Linked DNA regions of Astyanax mexicanus: region 2 is linked to region 1. Evidence: chromatin contacts called from public Hi-C data. All regions are on one chromosome and are shown on one strand. The core of a region is the stretch at or near the end of the contact, and the rest is flanking DNA. Distances in the headings are between cores, read along the strand shown. Region 1 holds the start of flcn (folliculin). Region 2 overlaps grwd1 (glutamate-rich WD repeat containing 1).

Region 1 (7,859 bases), core at 3,305-5,804:
TTTCTTTAAATTTTTATTTTTAAATCTCGTCTCGTGAACCCAGTATCGTGTCTTGTCTCGTCTCATGATATTAGTGTCTCGCCACACCCCTAGAAAGTATGGGTCCCTGTATCACATTATAACCCAAAGTAAAAAAAAAACTGTACTAGAGTGAACTTATATGCAGGGAATCATAATGTAACTCACTTTAATGAGCAGAAACTCTACTTTAGTGAAAGTAAAGGTACTGTATCCCATTCAAATTCCATTCCTATGATAAAAGTATGGGTCCTGGATTACAATCAAACTCAATTAAAAGAGCAGAGAAACTGAACTACTGAAATGGAACAATTGTACCATAAGTTTGGTTACTGTATCACAATCTAACCTAAACAACAGAGCAGAAACTATATTATAGTGAAAATATATATCCCTATACACAATATAACTCAAATAAAAGGACTGAAACTGTACTACAATAAAAGTATATGTAGTGAATTATAATGTAACTTAATTAAATGAGCAAAAATGTACTTCAGTGAATGCATAGGTTCTGTAGGACAATACATCTAACTCAATTAAAATTAAAAGAGCAATTACTGCACTAAAGTGAAAATATAGGACCTGGATTACAATCAAACTCAATTAAAAGAGCAGAGAAACTGAAATACTGAAATAAACGTTTAGGTACTGTATCACAATAACCTAAACAATGTGTTCCCTGTACACAATATAACTCAAATAAAAGAGCTCAAATTCTATTAAAGTGAAGGTTTATGTAGTAAATAATAAATTAATTAAATGAGTACAAACTGTACTTTGAATGTACTGTAGTTAAAGTATTGGTACTATATCAATCAAATTCCACAAAAAGATCTAAAACCAATTACAGTAAAAGTTTGGGTCCTGTATCACATACATATATAACTCAATTAAAAAGGAGCAATAACTGCACTTTTGTGAATGTATATGTATTGTATCACAATTTACCTGAAAGGAGCAGATAATTAACAGTTTAATAAAAGTGTGAGTACTGTAAACACACAGGTACCTCACAGCTGAGGCTGCGAACGCAGGCCTGCCGGACCACACTGAAGAGCTGGGCCTGTCGGGGGTGCTGGTGGCTGAGGAAACGGATTCCAGTCTCAGTGTCCACACTAACGAAGCCGGGGTGGGACACAGGGAGAGAGCGACAGCCCTGGCAGGAAGGAAAAAAAAAAATAAAATCACTGTTAAACACTAGGACACAAACATGTACAAAATAAACACAAACATGTGTCATTAGCGGACAACATTATTGTGTTAATCTGGAAAATTTAATGTGTTATTTTCAACCAAATTTGGCCCAATAAGTCATGTCTGTTGATGTATTAATATTTTTATTTAGCAATGTAAACACTATCTGTAAGCTGATAACCAATGAACTGCTTGCGAATAATTACATTTATTTAAGTTTAAATTTTAGTTTTACTGCAACATAAATACACATTTGTGTCTGTGATGACAGCCCCTGATAATGGCAACATAATTAAACAATTATACTTTATTTTTAATGCTACAATTATAAATGGAAATTAAAGAACAAATAATACAAAACAATAAAGTAAATTAAACCCAATGTGTTTATTAATATATTCTGTAAATTTACTTCTACTTCTCCTGGTTTTTAATGTGCTATTGTGAGTTAACATACAATATCGGGGCCAATATTGATGTAATCAGGGTGTCAGATATCGGGTGACCGCGGTCTATCCACTTACCGATACATACTACAGTCCGCAGCTTGAGCTGAACAATAAACCAGCAGTAACATAAACACTAAACGCATCACTGATCCGGATTCCAGTTTAACAGTTTACCCTGAACCTCTAGCAGCTTTAGCTGTTTGTCTTTAAAAAAATCTGGAGAGTTTAACACCAGCAGTCTGTTAGCCTAGCTAGCATTAAACTGACAACTGCATTCTGGTGTTGTAAAGATATTAACTACTGGAGTAAACTATAGACGTAATCTACATATCCTATAAAACCACAGGATCTACAAACACTAACCAGCACAAACACACACACACATCTGCTGTTAAAAACAGTGATTAATTTAGTTCGGAAATACAGTTAGCATCGCTGGTTAGCCGTTAGCCATCTCCATTAACATCTGCAGTCTGTTAGCCTAGCTAACATTGCACTGACAGCTGCATTCTGGTGTTGTAAAGGTATTAACTACAGACTGTAAACTGTAGTCATAATCCAGATATCCCATTAAACCACAGGATCTACAAACACTAACCAGCACAAACACACCCATCTGTTATTAAAAACAGCCATTAATTTAGTTAATTTATTGCAGCCATTGCAGCTAATCCACTACGCTACGTGCGAAAATAAAAGAGTCCTGCGCGACCAGTGCAAAAAAGATTAGTCTAGAGCCATGTATTTAATATTTAACACATTTCATATTGAACTTTTTTTTTATATTTGATAAAAATTTAAATATTTAATTTGAAAGAAAACTATTGTGTGTTTGTATATAAAGTGCGTGAAATAAATGACTTTACATTAAATGCACTTGTGTATACACTTCAATTGGCTGTGTGGTCTGTTTCAGCATTATTATGTAACCTTAATCATAGTACTAATAATAAACTAAAAGAGCCCTTTTATCTGTATTTGTATCTGTATCGGCAGTTTTATATCAGTTTTATATCGGAATCGGATCAGAGCTCAAAAAGGTGGATTGTCCCCTCACTAGTTAGTACGGAGCCTTGAACTCATTCATTACTCTTGGTTTTGATATCTAAACTTTAGATGAGCAATTATCCACCAACCTTTGGCCACGCAAGTGTATATAAACTACTTCACAGCCTCTCTCACCTCACACATGTCGGCTCTCTGTGTGGCAGAGCTGTTGGCCCTCATGGTCAGCCCCTCTCCCTCTCTCTCTGCCTCCCGATCGCCCAGCAGGGCGGACCCCGGCTGAGGGGGCGAGGGGGCTGGTGGATGGACGGCCTCGGTGCAGAACAGGGTCCGGGGCCCGTGCAGTTCACAGAAATGGCAAAGAGCAACCAAAGCATTCATCTGGGGATAAACAATAAACAACGTGGTGGTTCTAAAATGGCCCAGTCCGTAGAATTACATTTTATGGGTTTCCAATAAAGTGGCCACAGAGTGGAAGCAAATAGTAGGTTTTTTTTTTTAAATAAAGTGGACACTGAGGAGAAGCACAAGGTACTGTAGTAGGTGTTTCTAATAAAGTGGCCAGAGTGAGTGGAAGCACAAAGTTCTGTGGAAGATGTTTCTAATAAAGTGGACACAAAAAGTTTAAAAAAAAAGAAAAAAAAGAAGGTACAGTGGGAGGTGTTTCTAATATAGTGGCCACTGAGGTGACGCACAAGGTACTGTAGTAGGCGTTTCTAATAAAGTGGCCACACTGAGGTGACGCACAAGGTACTGTAGTAGGCGTTTCTAATAAAGTGGTCACAAAAAGTGGAAACACAAGGTACTGTAGTAGGTGTTTCTAATAAAGTGGCCACACTGAGTGGAAACACAAGGTACTGTAGTAGGTGTTTCTAATAAAGTGGCCACAAAAAGTGGAAACACAAGGTACTGTAGTAGGTGTTTCTAATAAAGTGGCCTCAAAAAATGGAAACACAAGGTACTGTAGTAGGTGTTTCTAATAAAGTGGACACAAAAAGTAAAAAAAAGAAGGTACAGTAGGAGGTGTTTCTAATAAAGTGGCCACTGAATAGAAGCACACAGTACTGTAGTAGGTGTTTGTAATATAGTGGCCACTGAGTGGAAGCACACGGTACTGTAGTAGGTGTTTCTAATAAAGTGGCCACTGAGGAGAAACACAAGGTACTGTAGTAGGTGTTTCTAATAAAGTGGCCACTGAGGAGAAACACAAGGTACTGTAGTAGGTGTTTCTAATAAAGTGGCCACTAAGGAGAAACACAAGGTACTGTATGTAGTAGGTTTTTTAATAAAGTGGCCACACTGAGGTGACGCACAAGGTACTGTAGTAGGCGTTTCTAATAAAGTGGCCACTGAGTAGAAGCACAAGTTACTGTATGTAGTAGGTAACAAAGTGTAAATCATGTTTACGTACCTTATTTACTGTTTCTGTAACACCCAGACTTCTGAACAGGAGGCTCCTCTATTCCTGCGCTCTGTTTATCAGTAATAACGCGTTTAATCGCCTCTCTGATGAGCAGACTTATTAATTAAACTGTGATTATTAGGATGTAAATCAGGTAACAGAACTCAAGAGTGAGTTAATCAGCGTTAATTCACCCAATAAATAAAAACTATAACAGCAGAATCACCACAGGTAATGCTCTCACAGGTGATAAATCACAGTACGACCACATGTTACTGCATTCTGCCCGCTTTCAGGCCGTCCCCGCAGATTTATAACGTTAATAATTCCCCCAAATTCACAATAAACTCTCCATTACTCCATCTTCAGACCCCTCTGTCACGTGACGAGCAGTCACGCGCTTCCTCCATAACAAAGCGAACAGCTGCAGGTCCGTGAAATGACTCTCCCTTCAAAATAAAAGCCCTCTTGTAAACTATTATTATTTAAACAAAATTAATTCGTTTTAGAACTGATTACAGCAGCACAAAGAAAAGCTCAGGTAGGACTCTGTGTAGTAAAATTTCATTATGGCGCTAGTGTGTTTTTTTATACTTTTTAAAAATATCTTTTAAAATACGCTTGCTAATTTGACAGATTTTAGTTATTTTAGTTATCATAAATCCAGTAAAAAAAATAAAAAACATGTTAGCTAGCAAATAAAAGTATCTTAACCTCCCTGTTTTATTACACTCTGTTTTCTAAGAAATCACACTTAAAAATACTACTGTGGAATCAGTAAATTATTAAACCTTCATTTCACTCGGGAATATATTACACTTTCTGTAAATCCTATAAACTTCATTTCACTTCACAGTTGTCACTGTGTTCGTCTGCTATATGATATGTTTAACTGAAATTGCTGATCCTAACAACCAAAGATTTCTAAAGAAAAATCATAAAAATGATCAGGGGTGCCCAAAGGTTTTCATACCACTGTAAATGGAGTTTAAAAGCTTAAGAAAATATGTGTGTAGGAATAAAACATGTAATATTGTTCTGAGTTGAGAAAATAAGTAACTTACAATTTTCAGTATGAAAAATTATTAAGCATTAATAAAGTATAATTTTGCTACATTCATTTATTTTAAACTCACTCTGGAGCGCCCTCTGGTAGACCAGCAAACCTGGAACACATTCTCGAGTGGGAGTTCTCCTCTCTGTACAGTTTCAGCTAAAACACGTGTCAGGTATCCCGTCAGATGATGTCATTGTGAAATATTCCCCTGGATCTAATACACACACACTTACACGCTCACACTAGCAATCATCAAACTCCCTGGTTACCGGCTCGGTGTTTAAGGTGAGCAAATCCACACCGAATGGTAACGTTAACTATAACTGTTTTTGGTGTTATTTTTGCTTAATATTTTAATATATAGGTTATATAGTCGAAGTTTGTGTAAAAGTTAGCTTCTTTTGGAATTGTCCGTCCCACCTTAAATGCTTCAGCCGTTACACGTTGGGTCTCCAGGAGTTGGTACATATCCCTTGCTGTATCCGCTGCTGCTTTTAAGGTGGAAGTGAAAATTGAACAAGAAACTCATTTAATAGCTAGTTAGTTGTGACATTACTAAAACATTTAACAATGTTTATCACTCTCATAAGGTGCTGTTTATTGATGTACCCTTATTGTAAAGTGTTACCAGTATTTTACTTATTTTTGTAAACATATATAACTATATATAGCGTATACCACCAGCAACATTACGTTACCTTAACCTAGTTAGCTAGCGTTAACTCTATTTTTATTTAGTTAAATATTTATGCTCTAACTTATATATTTGTTGATTCTAGATGTTTACACCGGTGTAACTTTTGTTAATGGTCGTATATAAAACATTTTAAAGTACGTGAAATATTGTTTTTATTTATTTTTTTATTTATTTTTATAAGGGACTTTTATGTATGCATTTAGACAGCTTTTGTAAGAGTCGGTTTTTAAGGTAAGCGAATCCGCACCGAATTCTAACGGCAACTATTGTTTTTGGTTGTTGTTTTAAGTTAATAACAACGTTGTATATGTTATATAGTCGAGGTCAGTACGTTTAGTAGTGTTTTCACCCTTAAATGAAGCTAAAGTTCTCGTTGGAATTGTCCGTTCCACCTTAAATGCTCCAGCAGTTGCACAGTGGGTCTCCAGGCGTTGGTACGTATCTGCTTCTGCGTTTAAGGTGGACCTGAGAGTTCAAACAAGGAACTCAGTTTAGACCTTTTACCTTACCGTCCTTTATTATATGACTGCTTTACTGTCAATGAATAATCATCTGTGCTTCTATTTGGATGTTTTTTACCTAACGTTACTTTCCTATTGAAAGTTTAGTCGTGTTTGTCTTTTTGGGTTCAGTTTTAATCTCTTCCTCCTTATGTAACACCCTGAAGTGTGTTTAGACTATTTCCAGTTCCTGTTTTAGGAACTGTCAGGAATAACAGGCCTTTATTTGAACCTAGATCAGCTCTGGCCTCTGAGGTGGACATCCCCGTGGTTTCCCAGATTACACCATCTGTCATGGAAGAAGAAGGACCAGGGAATCCCCTCATAGAAGATCCACACACCCAAATAGGTCTTTCTTTACAACCTATACAAACCCTCACAATATCACCCTGTATGTATGCTGTTGAGCACTGACCTTTTGGCTCAAGGACCAGTTACTAGATATGCCATTATTATGAGTTGTTGTTGTAGTAGTAGTAGTAGTAGTAGTAGACACAATATTAATACTCTACCCTGGATGTGGAGTCGGCTTGTCTGAAAGTGGGTCAGGCTGGCATCAGCAAAAAACCTGACCAATCACAAGGTTACTAACATAGCCTTGCCCCCTCTCTTCGAGTCTGAGCAACCAGAATCTGTGAGTTTGTGAGCTGTCGCTTAGCAACCGTTTAAGCAAAAAAATAAAATCATTCACTAGCATTTGCTACATATTGAACTCACTAGGAGATGGCCAAATGACTTTGAGCGGACACTACGCTCAGAAACACTGCTTCATAAAAAAGCAACAAAGTTTGTGTGAAACTTTTTTTCATTCTGTCACTTAAAACACCCCCCCATTTTGTTATGGTATACATGGGAAATTCAAGCATACCTTGTCTGTACGCTACATTTTGATAGTGATGAAACTGGCTCTCATCGGAACCTTCCAAGGAAAGAAAGACCAAAAGTTACCCCTGTTACACAGAATAAGTTTCATATATTGCACTATTTTTTTAATGGGGAGCAGTTCTGGATGCAGATTCTATCTTGAGGTAGAGTGTTGCCATGGTAATGTAAACAAACATTTGTTTGCCACACCCACACCGGTCTCTGAAGAGAGGTGTGAAGAGAGGAGTGCGTTTTGGTGATTTGTGGGGAGTGTTTTGTCATATTCTTGCTTTGTGTTTTCTATTTTAACTTTACTATATGCTTCTCAAAACACACACATTTAGTATTTAACAATGTTACCAGGGGCTTTTAGTAATATTAACAGAGCAACATAGGTTTGATAATGAGTATTAAGAATATTACACGTGTGTTTGTGTGCGCCATTACCATTTCATGAACTGTCAAGAGTTCAAAGGTCAGATAGGTATGTCCTCACCTTGTATCATAAAGTTAAATAGGTAAACTCTACTGAAGTCGTTTCTGAATGTGAAGCTCAGTTCTTTCAGTGCTTTTACAGATTCTGGGGTGGGCTGAAAAAGGAGTGAAGGTTAAAGCTGGGATTAAAAACTCACAGACAGTATAATTCCACTTTCAGACACACCCAATACTT
Region 2 (7,859 bases), core at 3,201-5,700, 59 kb before region 1:
ATCACCTGGGCATGTTCCTGAGGAATCTCCTCCCAGATCTGGACTAAAGCATCCGCCAACTCCTGGACAGTCTGTGGTGCAACATGCAGTTGGTGGATGGAACCAGAAATGGTGCTCCAGATGTGCTGGATTGGAATCAGGTCTGGGGAACAGGCAGGCCAGTCCATAGCATCAGTGCCTTTATCATGCAGGAACTGCTGACACACTTCAGCCACATGAGGTCTAGTGTTGTCCTGCATCAGAAGGAACCCAGGGCCCAATGCACCAGCATATGGTCTCACAATGGGAGACCTGAGGATCTTATCCCGGTGTCTAATGGCAGTCAGGGTACCTCTGGCGAGCAGATGGAGGTCTGTGCGGCCCTTCAAACAAATTCCTCCCCACACCATTACTGACCCACTGCCAACCCGGTCATGCTGGAGGATGTTGCAGCAGCAGAACATTCTCCACAACGTCTCCAGACTCCGTCACGTGTGCTCAGTGTGAACCTGCTCTTATCCGTGAAGAGTACTGTGTGCCAAGGGCGAACCTTCTCATCTGGATCTTCTCTGGCAAATGCCAATCGCCGTTTACGGATTAGCTTTCATACCACCATCCAGGAGTCTGTTACTGACAGTGTTCAATGACCGACATAGCAAACCTTCTTGCCACAGCTCACATTGATCTGTGGGTTGTAGACGCCACCTCATGCTGCCTCTATATTGAGAGAACTGACAAAATGCAAAAGAGACCAAAATATTAACCAGAAAGGAGGAGAAACGAGAAATGGTCTGTGGTCACCACCTCCAGAAACACTCCTTTTATAGGAGTCCTGCTTGTTGGTCTCCATCACTGCTCTCTGTGGGCAAGATCTACATCCTAAATCAGGGGTGTCCAAACTTTTTTTGTTGGGGGCCAGAAGGAGAAATATATTTGAAGTCACGGGCCACAGACTCCGTAATAAAACAAATAATGAAATATACCACTTTAAATAATACTTTTTTCCTGATTATTTCATTTACACACCATTTTACTTGACTTACTATCTTTATATTTGACAGTGTTGTGTAAACTAAGATTTTTCAAATTGATGTTTAATTTCATGATGTCTCTTAATATTAAACTCCTTAATTACGGCAACTTTTAGACTCTTTGGCCCGTTTTTCTGCGCTAGAATGCGCACCCTCTCTGCTTTTAGACTCTTTTGCCCCGTTTGTCTGCACTAGAAATGCGCACCCTCTTATAAAAACCTGCTTAACAGCGGGCCAACTTTCATTCTATTTCTAAAATACCTCGCGGGCCGCTCCAAAAAAGGAAACGGGCCGTAGTTTGGACACCCCTGTCCTAAATGGTCTCTTCTTGTGCTCAGCAGAACTATTACTGTGCACGGCGAGTGAGATTTACATCTTGATTGGTCTCTTCTAATATTCAGCAGACAGACCTATTATTGTATTTTTTGAACTATAAGGTGCACCATATTAAACGGCGCACTATCAACGAACATCTATTTTCTGGTCTATTTTCATTCATGAGACCCATTTTAAGAGACAATACTAATTCACTTCAAATTCGGCAGTTCTCACAGTTGAGTGGTGGGGTAGCTAACTACGTTAAGTAAAGCTAAGCTAAGTAAACAAACTAATAAAAAAAGGACTTTCTTTTAAAGTCAAACGAGAGCTGAATTAAAATCTACACAGATTTCTCTCCTGAAAGCTGCTGATTTGGGTGAGTAAAGCGCTTCTGTTTATTTACAGTAAGCTTAGATTAGCATTAGCAGCTAACTGTTGCAGCAGTGCTAGCCGGGGTTAGAAACAGGCTAGTCTGATAATACTCACCTCTGAACGGGGAAATAAAGGTTAGCGGCTAATGCTAATGCTACTCCAGCCCCGGTGTTGGAGAACTACATTTAAACTTCTGAAAAACACTTTAATTTGGCAAAGTAGCTTTACTGCTCCTTACAACCTGACTGGTAGAATTCATAAATCAGACACACTGGATTAAAAGGCACATTGTTGATTTTTGTGAAAATAAAAAGATTTTAAGTGCACCTTATAGTGCGAAGAAAAAAAGAAACAGTACTTCACTCTGCGAGTGAGATTTACATCCTGATTGGTCTCTTCTTGTGCACAGTAGAGTCAGTGGTAGAGAGTTGGAACGCAGAGCATTACCCTGTGTAGTTTGTTCATGTTTTGCCATTTAGCACAAGCTAACACTAAGGTGTGGTAAACACTCAACAAATACTTAGGGTGTGGTCAGCAACAGCTTATTGGCATAAAGGTGACAGAGCCCTTAAACAGCTCCTTCTGAAAGGGACCAAAATTGACAAGAATAAAGCTGGTGAGATCTTTCTTAATGCGAGACTGATTTTGTGCAACAAACTTAATGAACATGTTTTGTACAGCCCAGATACCTAGTCTAACGTGTGTAGAAATAGGTATAATGTATCCCTTTTGAAGGAAAAGTGTGTGTTTAAAATGACCATTGAATGAACAACCAGTCAATGTGGAAACATTTTGTTTTAATCAGATTTCATGACACAGATGAACAATGGAGGTGGAGTAAAGTTCAAAAAGCACAGACAGCCAATAAAAAAAAGCCACTGTACGTGTCTTACACTATCTGTGGATCCCACTAGTCTCCATAGTCTGGAGACTAGGTATCCAATCTAGACCGTCTTCATAGACCACCAAAGCGCCTGCTAATGCAGTCCTATAAATGCAGGCCAGTATATACGGTATCCTGTAACAAGCGCAGTGACTGGTGGAATACAGGAACCTGGACCAGGCGCTAGCTACATTATTAGCTATGAAACTTCTGAAGTCCATTTGTGCTCCTGAAAAAAGGCACAGATACACCCCCGCACACACAGAGATGTTCACACACACAGAGATAGATGTTCACACAGAGATAGTCCTGAAGACGTTGAACCCGGACAGCGCTGTCGAGATAAGTGTTCCAGGGAGCTGTGGGTGCCAGTGGAGCTCCTTGACCTCTGTCTGACCCTGGTGGAGAAACAGCAGCTGTGGCGGAAGATCCTTTACGTCATTTGCCCGCTCGCCCATGTCACATGACTCTACAGACAGATCCCATTGGCTGACCACGTCATCTGCTCCGGCGGCGGCGAACACGCTGGAGTCCACAGGGTTCCACTCCACTGAGGTCACTGGAGCACTGTGCTGCTTGAAGCTGGCCACCGCCCGTCCAGACTGAGGGAGAGAGTGAAGAGCCAATGAGAATTAAAACTACTTGATCTATTAATTAAATGATCTATTAATTAAATCCACCTTATTCTGCGTGATAATAGGCATCACTGCGTTTCTGCTCACCTTAAACTGCCTCAAGTCCCACACCTTCAGAAGCCCGTCGTCTCCTCCAGACAGCAGGAAGGGTTCGGTTCGATTCCAGCTGATGACGTTGACGTCTGAAGAGTGAGCCTCATTGGCTGAAAGCATGGAGTTGGGCGGAGCTCTGATGTCCCAAACACGAATGGACTGATCCACTGAGCAGGAGGCGAACACCTGTTACCAATCAGAAGTGTGCGACTTAATAATGCAGAATCTATAAGGCTATGTTCACATTACAAGACACATTGCTCAAATCCGATTTTTTGCTCAGATCAGATTTGGTTATCTTGATGGTTCACATTCACAAATGTAATGATTTGTATCTGTGTGTAACATGAATGAATCTGTTCCTGAAACGTCTCCGTGTGCACATTCATATGCGTATAAACATTGTCTTCGTGACCAACAACAAAAATCGTCATATTAGAGAGACGAGAGACTTGTAGCTTTATAAAGGGAAATGGATGGGTTAGCAGCTCATATGTGGAGCATCTTTTGCTGGAGTGGAGGAGAGTAAACAGCTGGTATATACTCAGGTTGAGGAGGTGAAAAAAGGCCAGGTGGTTTGCTTTTGCTGTTTTTGCAGCTATAGCTGCACAGCTGCACCAAGAGATAAAAGTGTGGGTATGAAAGAGAAGCATGTAGCACATACATAAAAGCAAAATGTTGCATTAATCCTAATTTGACTGTTAATATTCATGTCGCATGTCCATGGATAGGATACATATCTGATTTAGGCCCACATATGAAAGGGACTTAAATGTGATTTGAAAAAAATAAACTAAATTTGGAATATTCACACAGCAATGAAAAAATCAGATCTGAGGCACACTGAGCAAACAAGTCACTTAAGCCTGGTAATTTGAACTTATACAATCCTAATACAAATAAACTACTTCAGCTTTGTTCAAACTGCCAGTTCAGATTATTATTTTCCCAGTCTGTACAGCCAGAAGCCGGTATTTTGATCACATTTCCAAATCAATGCAGTTAATTCAGCAACCAGAACCAACAACTTCCTGTTTCTGACTTACTGTAGCTTCAGTGGGTGACCACTGGAGGTCCTCCACAGACTTGGTGTGTGAACTGAACGGCCGCTGGTCGATCTGCCAGGACACTCCGCCCTCTCTCGGCTCCCACACATGAATGTTCTTCTTACAGTCTCCGCTCACCAGACGGCCTTCAGGACAAGCAAAAACACACACAATACATTAGTACACAATACAACACTTACTCACACAGAGGGATTTAACTGAGCAGAGATATTCAAACTTCCCTCCTGAGGAACACTTGCTTATAATCACATTATTATTACACATTTAAACATATCCCACATATATAGTGCTTCTACTGTCTTTGAAGTGATGCACATTCACTACATTCACTAAGAGCAGGGTTGCCAGGTTCAGCAAAATATTAAGCCCAAACTCTGTCTAAAACCCACCCATCAGACAATATAAAGTTGCCACACAAATACACAGCACAGGTGGGCCGTGGTTAGTATTAAAAGTAGCCCAAAAAGCCCAAAATGTATCACAATATGATAATATATTTACATTTTGCCCAACTCTACATACTATACAGTATCAGTCAAAAGTTGACACATCTCTTCTCATTCAGTGTGTTTTCTTTCTTTTAATTTTTTGTTACATTGTCAATTTAAATTTAAAGGCTGGATTGTTAAACAATCCAGAATATATTTTATACTTTAGATTCTGCTAAGTAGCCACATTTATCTTTGAAGACAGATCTGCAAAATGTTGGTATTTTAATCTCAGTGTCTTTATGAGGTACAACTGGAATAGTTTTCTCAGCATCTTGAAGGAGTTTCTGGAGGTGCTGAACAATAGTTACTGCCTTTCCTTCATGCTGTTAAGCTCCAGCTCATCCCAATTAAATCACCTCAAATCAAGAACTCAGTTCATCAGGTTTAGATCAGGGGATTGTGATTGTTTTTTTTTTTTTGTTTGTTTTTTTACTGTTTACTACATAATACCATATGTATCCCTTAATAGTTTTCATGTCTTTCATGTACTATTAATATACAATGTAGAAAATTAAAACATTATAGAAAAACATTAAATGAGAAGGTGTGTCCAAACTTTTGACTGTTTCTGTATACCAATGCATTCACTCACCTGGTACTTTTGGAGACCAGTCAACAGCAAAGCCTTCAGCCATGTGACCAGAAAAACTAAATAAGGGTGTGATCTCCTTGTTCTGCTTGATGAATGCCGCCATGACTGAAGAATTATAAACCGCCTCAAGCTGCGGCCGAAGGTCAAAAATCTCCACCTGGCCCTTCTCTGACCACACGGCAGCCAATGACTGCTCACCTCGCCTGGTTACCTGATTAAGCAAAAGGAGGAGAAGAAAACAAATTTTAGTCCGTCAGAATTAGTGTGTCGATCATATGAACATTATAGACCATTATAGAGCGCCCCCTGCAATTACAGTAGTGTATTACAGTCTGTCAGAATGAGCGTGTGGATTAGGGCTGCACAATATTGGAAAAACTGAACATTGCTATATATATTAGTCAAAATACATATACATATACTGGCCCATGATGTCAGCTAAACAACAATACTCAGCCCTTTAAAAGGGAAATAAATGTGTTTTACCTTTTTGGGATTAAAAGCGTGATTTTGCGTGAAATATCTGCTCAAAAGATTATGTGTTTGACTTAATTGCCTTAGGTGACACCGCAAGTCCTGCAATGTAACAATTGTGCATGCACACATCGTGATGGCGATGCTTAAACGATATATGGTGCAGCCCTAATTAGTATCATTCCAATAATATAGTGTGATATGGAGTAGGGGTGTGCCATATCATATCGTACATGATAATATTGTCAAAAATGTTGAATATCGTGAACGATATTATACCCTGAAATTTCGTGTCAAATCATCCACCCCTAATTATCACATCAGAGTACTATTTTTATCTGTTTTTAGCAAAAGAAAAATTCACTGTTCTCATTTCCCATTATATATCTGTCCAGTATCATATATTTTACTTTAATGCTGGATATATGGAGATACTTGGAGTGCATTACTAGCATCAAGACATTCTGGATCATTGACTTCTGTTACAAATCAAAATCTCAGTTAGTCATATCATATTGCATGCAATAATAAAATTTAAAATAATTTTTCTAATTCAGTGTTTTGTCATATCGCCAGAAGAATCGTTATCGTGAAAATACCATGAAATATTGTGATATTATTTTAGAGCCATATCGCCCACCCCTAATATGGAGTGCCCCTTACACTTCATTTTGTGTGTTACAGTGTGTCACAATGAGAGTGTGGATCATTGAAAAATTACAGAGCATTTTAGAGCGGGCCCTATGCTTACAATAGTGTATTTAAGCCTCTCAGAGATTGTGGGTTATATAAATATTATAAATCATTATAGAGCGCCCCCTACACTTACAGTCTTTCAGAATAAGCATACGAAATTATTTAAACATTAAATTGCCTATGATTTAATAAAACTTAGCACACAACCCAAGCAAAATACAACGGATTTGTCGACTCACTCTGACTCTGTTTATTCCTCCATAATGGGGCACCATGGCGAGCTCCATCTGAGGCTTCTTGTCCTCGTCTTCCTCCTCATCATCATCATCGTCACTTTCTTCATCACTGCTCTCCTTCTTCCCCTCTTTGTTGTCGTTTTCCTTTATGCCGTGGAGGTTGTGCATGCGCATGACTATGAGTCTGTACAGAGAGAGATTTGGTGGGACAAAATATCAATACTAAAATATATATAGTATTGTTTGTGCAAATTACCAATATGTGGAATCAAATATAGATATTATTAAGAAAATATAGGCTCTTTAAACTCCCTCGGAATAACTCCCCAATTAGAATGACCAATTAGACTTACTAAAAGTAAATCTCCACGTGGTGGGGTTATTCAAATGAATAGTGTAAACCTGCGTTGAAGAGTATTGGTTGTTATAGGTGTGATGAGACACTCATCTCACAAGATGAGACATGAAATTAGGTTCTCAGGAACGAGAGAATATTTTAAGAATATATATATTTAATTTATTTATCTATTAAAATTTTGCACTGCTAACTGCAGCTAGCTAATACTTTAAATATTTTGTAAGTAATCATCTTGTAACGGAGGTCAATCAATTTTGAATTTATTTTGATTAAGAATTATGTATGATTTTTCATATGCAGTAAAATACAGAACAGTATATAAGTACTGCAGCTGGTTTTTACCAAAAACCCAACAACTTTTTTCCTGGATGATCTCTTAAGTCTCTTCAGACCTTAGAACTATTGTCAGAACCCCCCCTGTGAGGTTTCTGTATTTAACTGGCAATCCCACCGAAGGTCCTGTACAAACCTGGCAACCTATGACAAAATTTTGGCATGTTGCATCAGCACGTAAACGTGTGACTACATTGCTCTGCAGTTTAAACCATGAAGGTGGGGATGTGCGGGTGGGAACACGAGGTCCAGCAGACCAGATCAAGGTGTCTCGTGCCAGATTCCGTGAAACTGACACCAA

Evidence for each region. A called contact is a pair of places that touch in the nucleus more often than the background predicts.
Region 2: a Hi-C map of muscle shows a contact between it and region 1, with 9 times the contacts expected there. The contact joins the enhancer-like site here to the promoter of flcn in region 1. A contact is called at or near these places in 2 of 3 Hi-C or Micro-C datasets (both in muscle).

What each region holds. Positions count from the first base shown.
Region 1 is chr6:8,018,916-8,026,774 of AstMex3_surface, reverse strand. It overlaps flcn (folliculin), which reads right to left and starts at 4,554. Exons shown (of 12, transcript XM_007256478.4): 1 at 4,081-4,554; 2 at 2,847-3,050; 3 at 1,031-1,177. The coding sequence starts at 3,050. leng9 (leukocyte receptor cluster (LRC) member 9) reads left to right here and starts at 4,485. Exons shown (of 7, transcript XM_022674024.2): 1 at 4,485-4,612; 2 at 6,562-6,674. The coding sequence starts at 6,620.
Region 2 is chr6:8,077,967-8,085,825 of AstMex3_surface, reverse strand. It overlaps grwd1 (glutamate-rich WD repeat containing 1), which reads right to left. Exons shown (of 7, transcript XM_007256480.4): 3 at 6,871-7,051; 4 at 5,462-5,672; 5 at 4,358-4,503; 6 at 3,306-3,497; 7 at 2,477-3,185. The coding sequence ends at 2,877. Among protein-coding and RNA genes, the nearest start is that of grwd1, 6.4 kb to the right of the region's middle. Within about 2 kb of position 4,450, the one cell type or tissue checked has an H3K27ac peak away from gene starts, as active enhancers do.